2 separate regions of the Callithrix jacchus genome follow, and region 1 is linked to region 2. The links are chromatin contacts, called in public Hi-C maps. All regions are on one chromosome and are shown on one strand. Each heading gives the region's core, a stretch centred on a gene start, on an enhancer-like site or on the middle of the called end of the contact. The rest is flanking DNA. Distances are from core to core; before and after follow the strand shown.

Evidence for each region. A called contact is a pair of places that touch in the nucleus more often than the background predicts.
Region 1: a Hi-C map of skeletal muscle shows a contact between it and region 2, with 8 times the contacts expected there. The contact joins the enhancer-like site here to the promoter of PDGFRA in region 2. A contact is called at or near these places in 2 of 3 Hi-C or Micro-C datasets (induced pluripotent stem cells and skeletal muscle).

The regions. Positions count from the first base shown.
Region 1 is chr3:143,649,682-143,654,572 of calJac240_pri, reverse strand. All of the region lies in intron 5 of SCFD2 (sec1 family domain containing 2), which reads right to left. Among named protein-coding and RNA genes, the nearest start is that of RASL11B, 140 kb to the left of the region's middle. Within about 2 kb of position 1,787, at least 3 of the 16 cell types and tissues checked have an H3K27ac peak or open chromatin away from gene starts, as enhancers often do.
Region 2 is chr3:142,521,735-142,526,511 of calJac240_pri, reverse strand. It overlaps PDGFRA (platelet derived growth factor receptor alpha), which reads left to right and starts at 2,166. Exons shown (of 23, transcript NM_001270588.1): 1 at 2,166-2,354.

The sequences.
Region 1 (4,891 bases), core at 538-3,037, 1.1 Mb before region 2:
TCAAGCCTTCCCAGATGATTATGGCTTTCTCTTGGTTCTCGTAATTCCGAGACAGTGCTGATGTTATATATAACCTCCATTTATAGATACGCATAGTCTCGACCTCCATTTCTGCAGACTGAGGAATCCTAACCTTCTTGTTTTGTCCTAATACAGCATCTGTGCTCTCTCATTTTCACCGCCTGCTTCCTTTTATCACTTTAATTGCATTTCTCAAAACGCTGTCCAATTCTAAGCTATCTTTCTGGAGGAACAAGGTCAGAAGCAGCACACACATTCCAGGTGGGAACATGGATGGCCCTGTAAATGCCTTCAGTCTGGTTTCCTGCAACTTTCCCCAAAACCCTTGCACTTCACTGGCCCGCTGGCCTACTGAAGCTCTGCACTCACTGTACTTTCTCGGGCTGCACCAAGAGCTTGGAGCACATCATCCTCTAAGTCAAGGGCTTATGTTTCATTTCCTGTCTGAGATTAGATTAGAAACCATCTTATCCGACCTCATATCTCCCACAGCATCCAGCCTCCCACATGAGAACTGAGTCCTCAAAAGTCTTGCATTTGCTTTGCTGAATTGATATTTTAGAAGTTTCTTCCCGAGTTATTATCCTGCTCTGGCCTCAAAGAAAACACAGTCAACGCATTTCTGTAGCTTTACGAGATCTTGTTGGTTATTCCTGACAGCTTTACAATTATTCCAAATTAACAGTTATTTTCTTCAAATTACTTAAAATTATTTTCTATGAACTGTTTCTTAGGCTTTGTACTGCTTCTTCAAGATATGACAAAAATGTATATTCAAAACAAATGACTCGTACACAATAGTAAATACGTGGGCAATGACAAGAACAGTCTAGCAAACAGGTTTGTGCTTTTAGATGCAGACACAGTGAGTTCTGCTGAGTGTCAAGGCCGACTTGGGAATCCAGCTGCTTCTCACACTATGGCAATGAGGACAGAACATTCTTGGCAGAAATCCCTGTCCTTGTGGGCAAGCTGCCTTTATACTAGACCTCCCAGTACCTGGCACAGTTCTGGGCTCACAGGAGATAGTCAATAAACTTTACTGAAATGAATAAATGATTGAGTAAAGGAATGAACAAGTGAACAAAGAAACATTTTGGAAGAGAAACATCTTAGGTATGGTATTGGTCACCTCTCTCAAGCAAAAGTTTTCATTCCTTTTGCTTCTTTTCCCATTTCTGAGGGTGCAGCCTCTCCAACATACATCTTTATACTCTCAGGACATTCTTCAGATCCCATATAAAGCAGAAGGTAGTATGATCAGTCATGTCAGTAGAATCTTGGCAATTTAAAATTTCTGCTCCTCTTTTGTTCCAGTAAGAATTCATGCCTTAAAAACACCAATGACAAACTGTTCAAAATGCCTTCAGGAAATTAAGGTGACATTTGTTTCTATAGTGTACCTTGAAAAAGCATCCACTTCACTGTTCCAAAGCACTAGCTATGTCTGATTTCATATTTACATTTGGACTTTCTTTTCCCCCTAAAAAAGGCAGACAGCAGAATATAATGTTTGCCAATTCATGAAACAATTGTTACTTTTCAGTATTTATTTCGGTGAGGATATTATTATGAGGCTGTGCTTATAATAAAACCTTCATCCTAAATCTGTGCGCCTTATGAATTTCACTCCATCTTTGCTTTTTTTTTCTCCCGAAGAAGTCATTCAGGTTCCTTTAATAATACCAGTAAATAGCCCCAGCCTTCCACAGCTGCAGAGGTTTACCGTCCTGAGAGATTTTCAGTGTTACAAGTCATGCTTCCAATCAAAACAGTGACAGAGTTGACATGATTTAGTGAGAAGAAGGACTTGATGAGGAACTAGGACACTACTGAGCAAATATTAAACAACTACAGGGAATTTTTAATATGCAATGTTCTCTCTATTCACAACAAAAACAAACCAGAAACAATTTCCTGTGCTGCAGCTAAGTGAAATGGAAGTTTGTTTTTAAGGTTCCTTGTAGTGTGCTGTGTACATTTTAGCAAAGCCGACTTCACCTATGAGAGGCACTGGCTCCTTAAATAACTCCATCCTTCTCATTTCAAATAGAAACCAGCTGCACTTCTAAACTGTAACAGGAACACCTATCCAGGAGGTCAAAGCTGGAAGACACCTCACTGTGAAATGCTTCAAGCTTCTTTATCTGGGTTACGAGTTTGGTCTGCAGTGAATTGTCAGTGACAACCTGTGGCCTGGAATTTAATTCCTTGATGCCTTCATAACATTATTATTTCTTCCTCTCTAGAGGATAAACAAGCACATGATATACTATGAACTGGAGGCTGAAACAGACATTGATTTTGGGGAGAGGAAAAGGTTCTCGGAAGACAACTCGGGATTTTTCATCGAGAATAAGTAATTTTGAAAAAAACAGGGTTTAGGCTTTTTTAAAAAAATGGTTTAACTCCTTCTATGGGATAATTTGAGAGGCCACCACCCCCCTATTCTCTGCCCCGCAGATCTCCAAAAACAACAGCAAGAAAGATCCTGGCAGAAGTCACAGGGTCAATGGATCCTAAATAGTTTTCAGGTTCAAGTATGCACCATCAACAACGAGGAAAGCCCAGCCGTGTCATAATCACTCACCCCTTGACAAGAGATTCCAAACCGTGAAATCGAACAACTGCATGTTTATCCCTATGAACTCCATGACTTACAAGTCACAGAGGGGTACATTTGAAATAGGGAAAGACTGGGGTATCTTATTAGCATAAAATCACACACACAGACACACACACACACACACACACACACACACACAGAGCAAAAGCAGGGAAGTGGATGCAGGGGCCGCACTGTGATCCTGGATAGGTTGGCCCTCTGTGAAGTGCCCACAATTCCAGAAGAACCCAGGGCTTCTGAGGGCTTCTGTTTGGTCTGAGGAGCCACTCTCAGGGACTGCTGGAAATAGTTCTCCCTAAAGCAAGATTCGAAAAAGAGTATTCTTTTCTTTCTCTATTTTTCTTTTATTCCTTTGTTCATGTTGGATATGGTTTGTACCTTTCTCTACCCCACTTCATTTTCTTAGCATTTCAGGAGAGATGGACCAGTGCCTTTCTGGTACTGCTCACCAGCATGTTCTAGCCAGTCGGCAAAAAAGCCATCTGCATTTATGGAGTTAATTGACATCTTATTAATTTTGCTCAGATTCTTTCTTTTACCTCCCTCTCCCCTCCTTTCTGTTTTTTATTTTTTTTTTTTTTAAGAGAGAAAGCTAATGAAAACCATGTTTATGTGCTCAAAGGCACAGAGGAAATTCATTACTCTGAGGAATAGCACACTCCACAAGTGAAATGAAAGTAATCTTATTTATGACAGGAAGGGGCCCCAGCTAGACTGAACTCCACCACACTTCCACTGTTCCATCGAAAAGAAGCTGCAGAGCTCCCGCACCAATTCCAAACGGTGGCCTCGCTGACAACAAACACATTTGCACTCTGCATGGGAAAACTGTTAGAAGCTCCGGAAAAACAGCCATCTGATAGAGACAAGGAAAGAAAACCTGCCTAGAATAGATAGTTCTTCCTTCACACCTGCCAGCACTTTCCCAAGACTGCTTGTTATTAAGTGTTACAAAGATATCTCATCAAATCATTAGGCGATGACATTTACCAAGTACTGGTAAATACAGCTATGTTGGTTTCATAGTCTTAATTCTCTTATTAGAAGAGTTTTTCACTGTAAATTCCTGAGCCCGTTCCTGTGTAAATAAATAATGGAACAACTTAAATAATTCCTTTTCACTATAAATGTCAACTTGTGCCCTTGCAGAAAATTCTCCCTTTCCTTCTTGAAAATTCCATCAACTGTGAGTATATTTCCCTTTTTATTACTTGGGTTTCTGCCATGTGGCTTTTTTTCCTCATTCATTCAGTTAGTCAACAAAACTCACTTAGCTGTTATGTGCTAGAGGCCAGTGGGGAGAGAGATCGTCTCTACAATTTTCATCAAAACTACTCATGAGGACTCTTCAAAATTTTAATATTACATGAAATTTTGTCAGTAATAAGATGGTTTTATAATATTTATGATATGGCTTCTGAGAATAACTTTTGCTGGAAGGTCTTCTGAGATAATTAGGTCCATCTCTTCATTTATAGATGAAAAAAACCAAGCTCAAGGGCAGATCCCAAACTGTATATCTTCTTATAAAAAATATTTTTTTATATTCCAAGAAGCTCCACGTGTTTACCGCTGAGGGAAGGTATTATTGCTTGGATTCTGTGCAGTGGAGGGTTTTATACTCCTCCCGTCTTATGAAAACGTTCAGTATAAAATAAAAAGGGCTAACTGAAAAATATCTGGTATTTTGAAGCCACATACAGAGATGCTATACAAGACAGCGCCTGGGAATTTAATTAACTAATTTGAGTTAACACATCTTTATTAAGCCCTGAGGTGCTGAGCAAGTACTGGGTCTTGAAGAAAAACAGACCTGTCCCCTTTGCCATGTGTAGGGGATGCAGGGAGGTAAACGGCTGGACCTGTTTACACGATGGTATGGTAGGTGCTATGGTGCGGACGTGCAGGGCCCTATGAGACAGAGGAGGCTTCCTCCAGGGTGAGAGGAGTTGGTATGGAGATGGAGTGGCAGTGATTGTTCCAGGGAGAAGGAACAACTTGTATAAAAGCCTGGAAAAGAAAGTTTCAGAGTTTTTATAAAGACAGCGTCAGTTACCCACTGAAGGAGAGGTAAGAAAGGGATTATAGTCAGAGTCTCCGATTTTCACTGGCCACACCTTAAAGTGTCCTTTACTTGCCCTCTCCAAGTTAACATGTTTAAGTGTGATATCTAACAATATTTGTGCAGTTATTCTTCCCTGTCATCCAGGACACTATTCTTAGTTTTCCTTTGCAATACACAAA
Region 2 (4,777 bases), core at 917-3,416:
TGTTATTTTGTTTTGACCACTGGGTTTATCTTGCTTTTGCAGAGGACGCAGATGTTGACCTCTCTTCTTTGCACGGTCTCTCCGCGAAATCTTCCCCCAACCATTTGCTTTCTTGCGCCACCCCCCACCGGGGCTCTGTCCCCGAAGTCAGCTCCTCGGGTCTTTAAACCTTCGAGAATGTCACACATGGAAACCTTTAGCAAATGTTTGTTAATGATCATAACAAAGGCATCATTCAAATTAGGCAGGTAATTACTACCAGAAGGACAGACAACTGGGTGCTCGCCGGCTCATCCAGTGCTTTCCGCTTTAAACTCCCGGCCTAGACACCACCGCCCGGCCTGCTTTTCGGGCTCCATTAAACGGCTCTGAAATGAACTGTGAAGTTACCATTTGTGGGCGGAGAGCGCTGGGGCCCTGCGGACGAGAAACACTGGCTTGACCCGGCTAGCAGTGTCGCCGGAGCAAAGCAGACCCTCTGGGTAGGCTCTGCGTCTAGCCTCCTACCCTCTGGGACAACTGGCGTAGAAACCCAGCTCTCAACTTAACAGCAGGAAGCCCAGCACCCGCTTTTCCCTTTTATTCCGCACTCTAATTTTGAGGCGGTGGGGGGGGGGGGATCGTTTATTCTCGTTCATTATCTACAAACATTACGGTATCCTGTTAGCATTCCGAACAAGGGGCTGTTCATATATTTGCCTTCAATAATTTCCTGAAGGAACATGTGGAAGTAATCGCGAGCGGTGCAGTCACCCGAGCTGAAGATGCACGAGAGCGGGGCGCGTAGAAGAGCTGGGGCAATGGGGACCCCAGCGCAGCCCCAGGCGACCTCTTTTCGAGCCTGACACCCAAAGATCCTGTCCTACCTAGTTAAGCACAGCATTGCGCGTCTTGGAGTATTTCTCCACCTCCTGGTGAAGGAGGAGACGGCTGTTCGACGTGCCAGGCCCAACCTGGCCACCTTGGCCATTTTCAGAGTGCGTGTATGGGGGTGGGGGTTGAGGGAGAAGGATGAAGGATGACCCCCACCCCCAACAAGAGAATTCAAAAATCGGAGACCGCAAGGAAGGTGAACGCGCTCCCCTCCCCCACTGTCGCTGGGAAGTCCCACTCTGCTCAGGTCTGGTTCCTGGAGTATCAGCGCCCCCTTTCCCTCGCCGGCAGGATCGTTTCCTCCGGACACACACTAGCCTCGCGCCTTGGGCGCAGGGTTTGGGACTCAGCTGTCAACTTCAAGGCATTCGTAGGGTTCGACCCACGCAGCAGGAGGGAACAGAGAGAGAGTCAAAAGCTACCCTCCCCCAAGACGCGGAGGCGGCGGGACAATTCCCCAAACACCCAGGCTTGAGCTTTTTTGTGTGCGAGATAGAAGCCAGGGCAACCTCGCCCAGATAACCCGAAAACAAAGGCACGACCAGATAAGTGGCTTCAGGGGAATAAAGGTCGTTCTATCGGAGAACGTTCCAAATCTATCCAGACCCTCTTTTCTTAGTACCCTATTTCAGACTCCACCCAGCCTTTCTCTCTCTCTCTCTCTCTCTCTCTCTCTCACACACACACACACACACACCAAAAATCCATCATTGTCATATTGGACTCAACAATTTGCCTAATCCCATTAAAGAACTAGCAGTTATATAGCCCTTTCCCGAAAAGACCCCTAGCTCAAAACCGCGCAACCGCTTGTAAGACTTTCCCCGAGGGCCCTATTTCCAGTTGGGCCGAGTTTGTAGAAGGGACATTTCTTGATTCTAGATTTATATTCTCTCTGGGTATTAAATGCAATTTTACATGTTCCTTTTCTTCTTTTCAAAGAGAATACAAAACTATAGCAGTGTAAGAAAATAACCCCAAAATGGGGAGGCAAACTCGTTCTGGAAATGATGGGCTGTTTGTAGTTTCATAAAACCGCTTTCCCGGCAGAGCACCAACACCTCCCCCTTCCACCTCCCCATCCCATCTGGTCCGCTTCTCCCCGCCCCCCAGTTGTTGTCGAAGTCTGGGGGTTGGGACTGGACCCCCGATTGCGTAAGAGCGAAAAGCGAAGGCGCAATCTGGAGACTGGGACATTCGGCGCGCAGGGAGTTCCAGCACAACTTTTATTTTGAAGAGACCAAGGTGTTGGGGAGGGGGGGCTTATTTCCTGACAGCTATTTACTTAGAGCAAATGATTAGTTTTAGAAGGATGGACTATAACGTTGAATCAATTACAAAACGCGGTTTTTGAGCCCATTACTGTTGGAGCTACAAGGAGAGAAACAGAGGAGGAGACTACAAGCGAGCATTGGAGGCCGTGGACACACTCTTTACTCCATGTGTGGGACATTCATTGCGGAATAACATAGGAGGAGAAGGTAAGGGAGAAGAAAAAATGATTTTTGATTTTTGTTTATAAGGGAAGTCCCTGATCAGGCTCTGGGGCTGGAGAAAGTGAAGTAACTTCAAAACTTTAGGGGACAAGAAAAAAAAAAAATGCCTGAATTCCAGTTGTGTGTCCAGAGAGTAACTTTTTGTTTTTTTCGGAATAAACTTCACTTCTGGATGGGCGGGAGATAACCATAGAGTTAGAAAGTCTAGGGATTCTTTTTTTTTTTTTTTTAACGCACATTTTCCAGACCTATTTTTTAAAAACAATGTTTTTCTAACAACTCTATGGCCTCCCAAAGAAACTGTTTAGGTTTACATTTTTGAGGTTTCTTTTGGGAGTGGGGTGGTATTCGTGAATACTGGGCCGAACACCAAGGAACTGGGGGTGGAGGCAGAGGTGTTGGCTCTCTTCTTGGCAGTGGGTTCTGGAAGGCGACAGGTTTTAAATGAGTGTTTTCATTCCTCGCCTGCGGGTTGGCGGGACAGCACTGCAGCCCGTGGTGTGGAGTGCAGCTGGGGGACCAGGGGAGGTGGGGAGAGGAGAGCTCCGTGTGGGGCGCGGGAAGGGGTTGCGGGGCGCTGGAGGAGGACAGGGCTCGGCTGGAGACCGAACGTCGGTGCTGGCCTGCAGAACGTGGAGCGGGCGGAATGCGCGTAATTACTGGACGGCGCTGCTCTGGGTGGGAGCCGGGGCAGGTTTGGCGCGAGGGTGAGGCGGCTGCGGGACAAGCAGAGGGGCGCGGGCGCGAGCAAGGGTGTGGGGCGCTCTGGAGCGGTTTGTCGGGTCAGTGAGGTGCTAGGGAGAGCGGGTGCCTGCCCGGCAGCGCGCTCGGGTTGCACGCCTTAGAGCGGGGGCGACAGCGGCGGCGCAGGCGGGCGGTCTGGAATAATGACAAACACATTTGGCCCGAAGTGAAGACGTCGTCGTCGCCTCGCATTCCAGCAACTGGGATTTGAGGAATTTCGAACCGCACACTCGGGGGCCCTCATTGTGCACCGTGGCCCCCGCCCCCGCCGGTCTCCCCGCGCCCCCTCCTCGGTGGAATCGTCTCTGCATCGCCCGGGGCTCTGCTGCTGCTCTGTACTGGCCGCAGGCAGGAAGAGAGGGAAGTTCTCTAGGGCAGTGCCGAACTTCTCGTGAGGAATTTAGGGACGACTTGGAACTGGGGAAACTTGTTCGCAGGTAAGACAGAAAGGTGGGAGGTAAACCACACTCTCCTTCCGGGCTCCCGAGCCCTGGGAACCCCCTACGCAGCGCCCCTCTCCGCGCGGGGGTGTGTGGCACTCGCCGTCTGCGCTCGCCCTGCGCTCCTCAGTTGCCCTTTTCTCCATTCCTCTCCCTGCCCGCCTGGGAGCTGTCTGTGCGAACTTCTCCTTCCTCTGCTGTCTAACCCCATGGAAATGGGTTTTTACACACGAAATTAACTCCGCCCGGTTGCGCCCGGGGAGCAGGCGGTGTCCATTTGGCTCTTAATATAATATGTGGGATCAGCGGTTCTATTCCGAGAGGGTGTCGGCCAGATCGGGAAGGAGCATGGCCCGACCCGAGTACGGCTGCCGGAGGGAGCCAGGACCCCGGGACTGGCCAGGCGTGCAGGAGCTGCCGGTGTGGCCAGGCCTCGCGTCTCGGTCCGGAAGGACTTGCTGGCCCAGCCTGCTGTCCGGTGTGCATCCCTCCCGCAGCCAGATTGCTGGTCCCGCTGTTCGCTCCCCCAGTTCTGCTAAGACCTCAGGGTGTGCGGATAGCGTGCCTGGAAGAACTTGCCACTCACTGCATCTCCCTGGGTGGGAGGCAAGCAGGGATGGCCCCTATCAGGTCCCGACCGCCCCGCGTTCGAAAAGCCCCGGGCTGGGCGTTGTGGGAAATGGCTTTTTGGCTCCGAGGCCGAATTGCTCAATGTTTTGGACCGACTCGCCTCGCCGCAGTCGCTCCTGACCAGATTTTTGGAGAAGGGAGAGGCATCCAGGGCAAACCAGGCACGACGGTCCTCCGCCGTGCATCCCACGGAACAAACATCCCCGGAGCCACAGGAGGGGAGGAAGGGGCTCCCCCGGCGGGCGCAACCTCACCAAACGCTGCAGGGTCCCACCCCGACCCCTAATCTGGTTAACCTGGACCTCGGCCCTACTGAATTGCATCTCCTCCCCCTCTCTCCTCGGCCTCCTCCTTTCCACAACCCTCACGAGGGGGAGGTCCTGCCTCGACTCCCCAACAGGCGCGGGGCCGAGCAGCCTAGCTTTGACGCCTCGGGCAGGCCCTGCTTCGGAGCTTGCATAGTTTTGAGTTGACCGAAGTGCAGCTGGACCTCGCTTACAAGAGCTAGGAGGAACGAGAGTAAGGGGACGCCAAGAATGAACCCGTCGTTGGTCCCCGGCGCCCTTGCTCTTGCTTAAATTCTTAGATCGAGAG